4 separate regions of the Zea mays genome follow, and regions 1, 2 and 3 are each linked to region 4. Evidence: chromatin contacts called from public Hi-C data. All regions are on one chromosome and are shown on one strand. The core of a region is the stretch at or near the end of the contact, and the rest is flanking DNA. Distances in the headings are between cores, read along the strand shown. Region 1 holds the start of LOC541953 (histone deacetylase). Region 2 holds the start of LOC103646512 (DNA-binding protein S1FA). Region 3 holds the start of LOC542342 (starch branching enzyme 3). Region 4 holds the start of LOC100191324.

Region 1 (2,700 bases), core at 168-2,667, 550 kb after region 4:
GGGACTAATTATCCATTATCAATCCAAAGTAAGTAACAGTAGCATGGTGAGGCGGACACCCAAGAGACTTGCAATCACGTTCCATGTGGCTAGAAGCACCATACCGGATCGTGAAAGGCGCTAAACAGATGATCAGACTATCAGAGGCAAGACACTTGAAGCAAGCGACTACAGAAGGATAGAATCTGGGAGGGGTGGCTTGCTTTGGGCAAGGCCAAGCGGGGCTTAAAACAATGTCCTAGAACGATCGGCTAGGAGCGGTAACTCTGGCATTTGGGCTCAATGGGCGGACCGATCTCATCGGAGTTGTACTTCACTTGGACGTGTCGTGTGGAGGGCAAGGGAGCAAATGGGGAAGAGATGAATTAGGGCAGCTGAAGGAGATACACATATTTTTTGCGGTGGATTCGCTATTGTTCATGCCTGAGGATTTGGCACAATTCTAATCAGGGGGGAAACGATTCAATGTGCAGAGTTGGGAGCAGATAGAAACAGAGTAATTGTGCCAATAGGGGTCAGCTTTGCAACCTTCGTTTTGCGTTGGAGCGCGTGGCATGGAGCGAAATTTGAAAATTCCAGCATCGGAGGTGGCTGGCGAGACTGCAGAACATCGCCACTGACAGGTTCGCCATTGTTGCAGAAAACAACAACGGCAGAATGGACTGGACTCTGGTAGCCATTGAGGGCGCAACTAGGTGGTAAATAAGGACATTAGACACCTGATTACAGAAACATTGGGCCTGTTTGATTTAGCTTTTTCTAACCAGTTTTTCTGAGAAACTAACTGTAGGAAGAATCTGTGGAAAGAATCTGAGTATAGTGAGGATTACATGAAGAGGAAGATGAATGTGTCCATAGTATTCAGGAACTAGAAAGTGAAGGATTATTACTATTACAACAAATCGGCTGATTACGTGTTTATGTTAATTTTGGATGGTTTTTACCAAATCGATTTTTATAGAACTGTCTGAAGAGCTGAGCTTTTCACAGTCCGTAGCAGTTTTTGGTGGCTTGGTGGCCAGAAGCTAAAAAAAGCTGAAACAAACTGGGCCAAGGTGGTGGTTGGTTTCTAGTAGTATAGCGGGTTGCGGCCGGCTGGTGAGGGATCGAGGGCAATAGATGGCTCCATCAGAGAAGCCCTGGCTTCGAAATGGAGTAATAAGAACTAAGAACAACGAGTTGCGACTATGGCGAGAACTAGGGTTTTGCAGCGAAGAGTGAGAGTCGGGAGAAGAGGGAGCGCGGTGAATGTACCGTCGTAGAAGTAGGATATCCGGTCTTTCTCCAGCATCGCTTCACTCCTGACGGCCGTGGCAGCGGGAGCAGAGAAAATCAAAGTCGCCCAGATTAACAGAGCCCGGCCCAAACTCAGCGCGGCGGCGGCGGCCGCGGATGGAGGTCCAAACGAGACGGAAGCGAAAGGGCGACAAGGGTGGGGACGTGGGGTGAGGACTGGGGAATGCTCTGGATCGGGTTGGACGGCACGGATCAAACGACCGTAAGATCGACGGTGTGTACTGTCCCCCAGTAATGTCCCCAAGTAGCCGCACTGCAGGAGGCCCTATCAGGATAATCCGAAATCCGTTAGGCCTTGTTTGTTTCCGTCGCATTGCACCCGGAATCGTTCAAGCTAATCAAAGTTTATATAAATTAGAGAAGCAATCCAGTCAGGAATTATTCCGACCCACCAATCCGGCAGAAACGAACAAGGCTTACTCTGGCGCTCCGCTAGCCTCCGGCGAACAGCCAAGGAAATACGTTCCTCTGGGCTCTGGCACTCCCCGCCGACGCTTTCGCCACCGCGCTGGTCATCTTCCTCGTTGACTACAACGACTGTGATCCGCTCACCAGCAGGATCCTCGATTTACTCCTCGCTCTCCCGACGCGCCATCCAACGCATCGCCACGTCTTCCTCTGCAGTAACCACGACCTCGCCTTCGCGGCATTCGTCGGGGCGCTGCCGCCGCCGCCCGACGGCTCCCTGTTCTCGGCCACCTGGGACGATTACATCCACATTTCACGATGAGAGAAGAAGGGGCTCCTGTACAAGGGCTCCTTGCATAGTTGCGCAGCCCATTTCGAATCCTACGTTCCCATGGTCAGTCATGAAATTCCCTCGTCAATTTGTTTTCTTGCATAGTTGCGGTTGTGTATTTGTAGCTAGAGCATCTCGAGCAATAGCCTATCAAAATATCTTATAATTTAAAAATAAGTATATTTTATATGATTTAAAATATTAATAAAATATTATATTTCAACAGTGAACGTTATAGTATATATGAGGTATTTGAGAGTGTGCTCTATATATTTTTTTAATAAATTTTATAAAACGAGGCGTTATTAAAGTAGTTTTTTCTACGTAAAACTCTATATTTCAATTTAAAACATTATTGAAGATGCTACGGTATCAACCAATATAATTTGTCATAGGTTCAGTCTAGTGGTTTACTAGTCCGTTAGAGCATCTACAAGAGAAGTTATAAATGCGACTCTATCTTTAATATAGGGCTTAGAACCATAAAACACGCTTCCAACAACGCCTCTATTTTATAAAAATTCATCAAATAATTATAGGGCTCAGTCTCTCGGATCCTAATATAGTGTCCCTTATAGTAGTCCTATCCTCGTTTATTCTTAATCTCCAACCATCTATTTTCTAATAACATGATTTATTTTCTAAATAGCATTTAAGATCCAACT
Region 2 (2,700 bases), core at 124-2,623, 810 kb after region 4:
TCCACCACATAAAGCATTCTCGCCAGGATGTAGGGTGTTACGCATCTCTAAGCGGCCCGAACCTGTACATCATTGTTCACAGTTTCTCGTGCGCCCTGCACGAACCATCGAGCTACAGTCGGCAACATCGTCCTACTCCTAAAAACACCTTGAGGGGCAACCCCGGGTGTGCGATCGGACCCAAAACACCGACAAAACTGGTGCTTTAATATAGTAAAAAAATTTAGTTCTTAATGTTTATGTCTATATTCAACTAAGTGATAATAAATATAGATACATAAATAAAACATATACACTAAATATTGTATGAGTCTTTAAAAAGCTAAGATAAAGTTTAATTTGGGACGGAGGGAGTACAAGGCAAGTGAAGAAAATACGCCATGATAAACACTCTTGCACACTGATCTGGCTCAAAACAAAAATGATGCACATACACGTATATATAAACAGCAATAAACAAAGCTAAGAAAATTAACTTATTTTACATGATACATGAAAGACAGTCTTAGAAGTAGCTGATAGACTTCGTCTATAGCGGAAAACAAAAATAGTTTTAGATTATTATAACTTGTACATACAACCAAATTTTAGTTTCAAGGAAAAAAAATCCCGTTAAACAAAACTATAATTCCGACAAAATCTGATTTATGTTAGCACACAATTGTTCCTATAGTCAGGCAAGGCAAGGATAAAAAAGTTAAATATGCCATAGCACAAAAACAAATAACAAACCATAACATTAATATATTTATATTCTTAAGTTTGAGGCTTCCAAAATACAATTTAGGCCACCGAAATACTCGTTCCACTATAAATTAGTATTCACTACTAATATGTTCGTGCATTGCTATGGTTTTTATATATATGACATATAATAAATTTTGTTTTAATAAAGCACAAAATATATGTTTTCTATTGATTAGGTGAGTATGAATATGTAGCCAACAACCAAGGCTCAAACACTCACTTATACATAATTTTAACTTTTTTTATATAAACTCTTTTATTATAGTAGTAGAGAAGAGATTATAGAAGTGCAGGTTGATTTTAAAGAAACGTAGAAGTTTTTTGAAAAATATTGACGCGGGACGACCGTTGAAACTGGTGCTTTAATATAGTAAAAACTTAGTTCTTGATTTTTATGTCTATATTCAACTAAATGACAATATATAGATACATAAATAAAATATATACATTAAATATTGTATGAGTCCTTAAAAAGCTAAAATAAAGTTTAATTTGGGACGGAGGGAGTACAAGACAAGTGAAGAAAATACGCCATGATAAACACTCATGCACACTGATCTGGCTCAAAACAAAAATGATGCACATACACGTATATATAAACAGCAATAAACAAAGCTAAGGAAATTAAAGAAAAACGGTGGACTAGAAACTTCCAAATCGAACGGCACACAAAAATCACAACCCGGAAAGGGACCAGCAGCGCAAAGGTGAGCGAGCTTTCCTTCGGAACTCAGAACTCTCGTGCTCACCTCATCCGTTCGACAAATCCACACGAATCCTCTGATTCAGAGCAGGGTGTTGGCATTGATCAGACGCCTGCCATGGCGGATCAGTTCGTGGATTCGGCGGTAAGTCTCGAGTTCTTCCCTCCTTGATCCTTACTGTGGTATGGGAGACCAAAGCAAGTTCGAGTTCGAATGTACAGAACTGAAGGTCAGAAGCGGCACTGCCGTGTCGTCTCTCTGGGCGACTCCGCCGCCGCCGAAAAACCACCAATTGCCCCCTCACCCCGCCGCCGCCGTTGCCTATCCGCACCACCTTTTCTCCTTCCTCTATCCTTCTCTTTCTCCATCTTGCGATTGAACCTCTGGCAGCATCGGCGCCATCCGGTCGGCGGCTGCGTGGATCCGGGGCCTCCAGGTGCGGATCCGGTCCTACCTTGCCCGGATCTGGTGTCCTCTCGGCCGGGTGGGCTTCGATGCTCGGCCCGGCTCTCTGGCGTCGTGCACTGGCAGGTTACCCTTATGCTCGCGCGAGCCACCTTGGCTAAGCAGTGAGGGTGGACGGTGTTACTCGTGAGACGGCGGCAGCTGTTTGTTGCGATTTCTGACTTGTAGCAGTAAGCGATCCCTGGCCGGAGTTGTAGCTGATTTTGGTCCATCTGGTTTGAATTTGATGTGTGGAGGATTGGATCTGTAGAATTTGTGCAGGACTTCTACGTGGTCAATAGGTCATATGATAACTGTGTTCGTTTGAAAAATGCATGTTTCAATTGTGTCCTATAAAAGAAAAGAGATTGCTGAGTGCTTTTATCTTGTAAGTGAGCTTTGATATCATATAGGCGTACTAGCAATTTGCATAAGCGGATAAGCTTGCTAACTGTTACGGCCTTACAGGTCTAGAGCTTTATGACTATCATATATGTGTGTCATGTTTGATCAATATGGCGTTCAGTGTTTTAGTTATGCTCAATCCTCTAGGTAGCCAATGTTATCTGTTATAATAAACTGATTAGTTCGATGCCTTTAAATCTTGTGCACTTTATAAATTTATTACAAGGTTACCAGCAGACTATCTGTCTGTCTACCTGCTTTGATGCACACTGGCTAATCGCTGTTTGTATGTGTAATCCTTTAGTTTTTTTAAGTTGCCTTTTAGTTGATGCTGAGGGGCTGTAGTTTGATTATTATCGAGCTGCTATCAGTTGATCTCTGTGCTAACTAATCTGCATAT
Region 3 (2,700 bases), core at 83-2,582, 640 kb after region 4:
ATCAGCGACAGAGAATCCGATGGAGCTCCAAAATTGGCGTGCAAACGGGCAGTGGAAGATGATGTGCGAAGGAGTTTCACTGTCTTGGTTACATATTTCACAACAGTCATCATCCACAATCCCTTTTTTCTTCAGGTTCCATTTGCACTGAATTTTTCCTTGCATAACCAGCCAACAGAAGAATTGTGCCCGCGGGGGGCTTTGTTACCCCAGATGAAAGTGGTGCTAACATCACCATGCCCCAAGGACCCTTTAAGGGGAATTGTTGTACACAACAGGTTTCGCTCAAAAACTTTTTAGCCTCACTCCAATAATCAGTTTTTGGCATAAGTTTTTTAACATCCTCTTGAAGTTGCTCTTAGTAGCTAAACTTTAGCAAAAGTAAAATGTTAAACTTTAACCAGGGAAAACAAACGGGTTTAGGTTGGTGAACCAGACCTGTGTTTTCTCATGTTTAGTCACTGGTTGTGAAGTGTAAATTGTGTTTATGATAGCATGCTCCCTCTCTTGATACTATTCGACAGATTTGGAGGTGACGGGCATGTGCACGGTGCAGGCTCGCTTGCCATTTGGTGGCGTAAAAATTTCTGGCGGTAGAGTAAAGCTCGGCCGAATTGACGGTCAGGAGGAGAGCGCGACTGCTCGTAGGCCATCGTGTACCCCCGGCCGGCCCTTTTCGTCCGTTTGTTTCCTATACTGTGCGGCGATCTGGCGGGCTACCAAAGCAATCGCCGATCGAACATCCCCAGTCAACACCTGTCGACGAGCTATAGAAAAAATCTCCCTCGTATCTAGGATCAACGAGTGATTAATTAATGTATTAAACTATGCATGGGTTGCACGGCTGCACGTTTTCTGGTGTTGAATGGTAGTAGTGGCTAATTTAAATTCGTGCATTGGGCAAGACGACAGTTGACAGTGGTGAGTGAGATCTCGTTGCTATAGAGGTGATATTGTTTACAGGAAGAGGTTTTGATTTTATGAAATCGAATGTAAAATGCTGGGAATATTCGTATTGCCGAGGTTATATGCTTTCAATCCCACACAAGGGACGAGTTTATGAGAATACGCTCCATCAGTCTCTTTAAGATCTTTTTACCTGTCCTGCGGACAAGAACAGCCAAGCATTCGGCTCGACAGCGGACGCCAGGGCAGGGACGCACGGTCCACGGAGCACGAGCAAGCGCCGCCACCACGCACCAGAGACACATGAATGGGAGCGAGTAGCCGCGTGACTCCTCTCCCTTTCTTCTTCTTCTCAGAAAAAAACGGAGAGGCAGTAGCTTACGGGACTTCTACTGCTACGGGACACACTACTGTGGTAGGCGGTAGGCGACAGCGGCAGACCGCGAGGGCGCCTGCCACGGATGGCCAGGAACGCGCTCTCAGCCGTTGGTTCGCGATCTGCTGCTGCCCCACCCCAACGCCACGTCTCCGTCCGCTGCCACCTCCGGCCGTCCGGCGCGGGCGCACGGGGAAGACGACGCCCACGCTTTTCCACGGGGCCCCCACCCTGGCGCCTTTTTCCCTTTCACATCCCCATGCAGATGCAGCGCCAGTGCCTCCTTCCACCACCGCCGCACACGTTGCTCCCCCATTCCTTCCCTCCCCACTCCCCAGCCCAGCCCTGCTCACTCCCGCGGGCTAATAATATCTCACGCCGCTCGTCCTCCTCGGCCTCAGCTGCCGCCACTCCCCACACTCGCTTCCCGTGGGCTGCGCGGGTGAAGGAGCGCGCGCGTGCGTACGTACGTGCGGGTGGTTGGACTCGGATCTGCTGCTGGGTGGGGCGCGGGATGGCGTCGTTCGCTGTGTCCGGCGCGAGGCTCGGGGTCGTGCGGCCCGGCGGCTCGGCGCGATCTGGTGGGGAGCGGAGGAGTGCGGTGGACTTGCCGTCGGTGCTCTTCAGGAGGAAGGACGCTTTCTCTCGTACGGCTCTCTCGCTCGCTCGCTTCCCCCTCCCCCTCTATTCTTAGTCGGCTGGTCGCCGGCTCTCCTCGCTTTTCTCCCTCTGCGCTTGTGTGCCGTTTGTGCTGGCCTGGATCCTGAGTGGTTCTGGTTCTCATACGCGCACGCATATTTTTTTTCTTATTCCTATGTCTGCATTTCGACCAGTGGAAGCCATCGAGCGCGGTTCCTAAACTCGGATCCTGCATTTTGTTGCGGCGATATGCGTTAGTGTTACCAGTTGCTGCAGCGATACTTCCAATTTCTGTGCCGATGGGTTTCCTCGTTTTCTTCTTATTTTGTTTCCTCGTCGTCGCAGCCTGCAAATTGGTGGTTTCTTGGTTCTTATCAGTGGAGCTCGCTTTGGAATTTGCAGGCACCGTTCTGAGCTGCGCTGGTGCTCCTGGAAAGGTACTGGTGCCTGGAGGTGGCAGTGATGACTTGCTTTCCTCCGCAGAGCCGGTCGTGGACACTCAACCTGAAGAACTACAGGTTCGATTGTCCCCTTCTGTGCCTCCATGGTACAAATGTCCAAATGTCTGATGAAATCAAGTTTGGGTTTCAGCCTTTGCACTTTCATATCAGGCATTGTGCAAAGCCTCGTGAATTGTTGGTTAGGGCACCGTGCTGGTTCTTGGGCTACTGACATTGTTAGCTTGTGATCCCACCTACACCTAGCAAGAAGATCACTAAGGAATACACCATTGGTTATTTCTGTTGTTCTACACAAAACTTATCTATTTCTTTGCTGTA
Region 4 (2,700 bases), core at 57-2,556:
TAAATATCTATCCCATTTTCATCCCTACATATAAGTAATGAAGTGGGAATACAACGAGAGAAGGTGTGCCCTTACCATCCATGGTGGCCGATTAAGCTTGCACCCCACAGTGAACAAGTAATCTGAGTCAGAAAACCCTGCAGAAATGGTGAGCCCAGGGTTCTGAGGTGGGTTATTCAAAATATAAATGGTAATAAGATATTTTTACAATCTAAAATCTAATGTTAGGCAATGTATAATACCATATATTAGTATTGTATAAATATAGTAGAAATTGTTTAACACGATACGAACTGTTAACATATCAAAGTGACAACGTTTGAAATATAGAGGATATATGAAACAACAAAATGATATAAAAAGTTACAAACTACTCCCTCTGTCCCAAAATATAACTCGTTTTAGACTAATCATACATTCATTAAGTGACATATGAATGTAGTTTGCATGTATGTCTAAATTCATTATCATTTGAATGAATGTGACAGAAAAAAAAAGCAGACTAGAAAGAACTATATTTTGGGATGGAGGGAGTACAAAACAATTCAACTTCCTCTAGGTAAATCTAACTATTTCTCACAGGTGTGTGTAGAACTATATTTATTTTGGAACGGAGGAAGTATGACCAGGTTTATCACTGAAAATCAGCGGGAGCAAAGGATTTTGGTTTTCTATGCAATGTTTTCAGATCAGCTCATCGCTCCTGATCACCAGAGAGGGGTGATCAGCCGACTAATCACGATTAGTCGACGACCAGTCCGATTAATCGGGCTCTGACCGGTCAATCAGACATCCTGATCGTCCAGGGCTATAGGAACCGATCAACCTTCATATATATAACTACACGCCCATGGACATGGCTTCAGGTTCAGGCTTTCAACAAGGCAAACAGCCATACGTGATACGCCCATGAACATGGGCAGCAACAGGCCAACAGCCATAGTGCCATACTACAACATGAAGCAAATAATCACTGGAAGGTTTCAGGCTTTCAGCATCTAAGTAAAACTGAAAACCAACAAACATGGACATGGGCAGCAACAGCCATACGCCCATACCTACAGGCTACAGTACAACAGAGCACACCAAAAAACAGGGACATGCTCTGGATTTGGATTCTGGAGACTGGAGACCGTACCTGCAGGCTGGCTGCCTGCGCCGCCACGCCGGGGATGGAGGAGGGGCCGAGGGGGACGATGCCGCCGTATCCCCCGTCACCGGTAGCGCGCCGCCGTCACCTGCACAGTGTTCCGCTAGGGTTCCTCCCTCGGCAGCTGGTTACCTGGTTCGCCGTCACCTGCACAGTGTGCCTGAGCGTTGCTCTGTTGGCTCTTGGTTGTGCAGCTTCTGCTCACGTGGTGGGAACGGGGGGAAAGGAAGCTGGGCTGGGCCGCTGGGCAAGTGAAGTGGGCCACTGGGCCGAAATTTCAAACCAGCCAGCCAGGCTGATCGTCCCTAAACTAATCGGACATTATAGCTAGTAATTAACCTGTGAGTTTTTTTTTCTCTACTAGCAGTTTGCTTGGTTAGGGTGTAAGTACAATTTTGCACTATTTTCCGTGTCAAATATAAAACGATGGAGGTAGTATTATGCAAGCCTCTAACCACTCCGGATCTTTAAAAAATGCCAATTCTCACTCCATTTGCTAATGGCTTTGGGAGCTATATGAATCAGTAAGAGGTATTAAGCGTGCAAAAAAATGGGTTGCAATCCGGATCTTATTAATGGCTTTTGCCTTAAAATGTCAGTGGTGGAGTGCTAAAAATGTAAGGCACAGTCAACATTACTTCAAGTCAATTGTATTTGGACTCTGTCTATATCAAGAATGATCCTTTTCAAAACGATGTGATGTGATAAGAAGAAAAAAATACTTGATGGAATGATGGGTGATTGTGCATTTGTTTATATGAGCTTCTGTGGTATATAATGGGTCTTGCAATAAAAAATGCAATGCGGTGCAGTAATTTTTTTAACGTAATGGCACGACCTCTCTACCTTTCTATTAAGAAAAATATTAAAATTAATCCAATTTTAAGAAAAAAAACGGGCCCGAAACTTACACAGAGTGCCCAAACAACACAGGCATCAACAACCCACACAAAGCTCATCCAGAGTCATCGTTGCCGAGCTCAACACAAGGTACGAGCAGCTCCGACTTCGCTAGGCGGGCTGCACACGGCCAAAAGAACACGACGACACCTACACCTTAAACAGGAGTAAGACCGTGACGCGCCATCATTGCTAAGCATCAACACATCGACACTCGAGGCAACTCCGATTCTTCACCAGCGATCTTGATCCAACACCCACCTCCGTTTTTTTGCCCGAATTCTAAAACAATCCAGGCTACGAGGAGGGGGTTCGCCTCATGTCGTCGTTGCCGAGCCACGTCCCCTAACGTGATAGCTTCAACTTCACGTTACAAACCTCTTCTTGTCATGCGGTACAGTAATTTCATATGGATATTTGATATCGTTTTGTTTTTTGAGTCCTGATGAGCCTATTCTTTTCTTCTAAGGCTATCTCTTGCGATTTCATCAGCGGGAAATTGCAGGGATGGAGATTGATGAAATAACACACTGCTTTTCAGCAGTGAGTCGAGCGACAGGAATCACGGTCGTCCATGTAATTGTCTGTTTTGCGGAATTGCGAGTAAGCACTCACTCTGGTTCTTCAGTTCGGCATCCAAATGAGCTAAT

What was found. Hi-C and Micro-C count contacts between places; a contact is called where the count stands out from the background.
Region 1: a contact with region 4 is called in a Hi-C map of tassel, with 3 times the contacts expected there. The contact joins the promoter of LOC541953 here to the promoter of LOC100191324 in region 4. A contact is called at or near these places in 2 of 25 Hi-C or Micro-C datasets (ear and tassel).
Region 2: a contact with region 4 is called in a Hi-C map of endosperm, with 2.4 times the contacts expected there. The contact joins the promoter of LOC103646512 here to the promoter of LOC100191324 in region 4. A contact is called at or near these places in 3 of 25 Hi-C or Micro-C datasets (ear, endosperm and tassel).
Region 3: a contact with region 4 is called in a Hi-C map of ear, with 3 times the contacts expected there. The contact joins the promoter of LOC542342 here to the promoter of LOC100191324 in region 4. A contact is called at or near these places in 5 of 25 Hi-C or Micro-C datasets (bundle sheath, ear, leaf and 2 more).

The regions. Positions count from the first base shown.
Region 1 is chr2:60,507,009-60,509,708 of Zm-B73-REFERENCE-NAM-5.0, forward strand. It overlaps LOC541953 (histone deacetylase), which reads right to left and starts at 1,418. Exons shown (of 14, transcript NM_001111607.1): 1 at 1,255-1,418. The coding sequence starts at 1,291.
Region 2 is chr2:60,767,355-60,770,054 of Zm-B73-REFERENCE-NAM-5.0, forward strand. It overlaps LOC103646512 (DNA-binding protein S1FA), which reads left to right and starts at 1,374. Exons shown (of 2, transcript NM_001329687.1): 1 at 1,374-1,595. The coding sequence starts at 1,569.
Region 3 is chr2:60,602,723-60,605,422 of Zm-B73-REFERENCE-NAM-5.0, forward strand. LOC542342 (starch branching enzyme 3) reads left to right here and starts at 1,333. Exons shown (of 22, transcript XM_008671244.2): 1 at 1,333-1,929; 2 at 2,324-2,439. The coding sequence starts at 1,368.
Region 4 is chr2:59,959,708-59,962,407 of Zm-B73-REFERENCE-NAM-5.0, forward strand. LOC100191324 reads right to left here and starts at 1,307. Exons shown (of 8, transcript NM_001136758.1): 1 at 1,139-1,307; 2 at 76-137. The coding sequence starts at 82.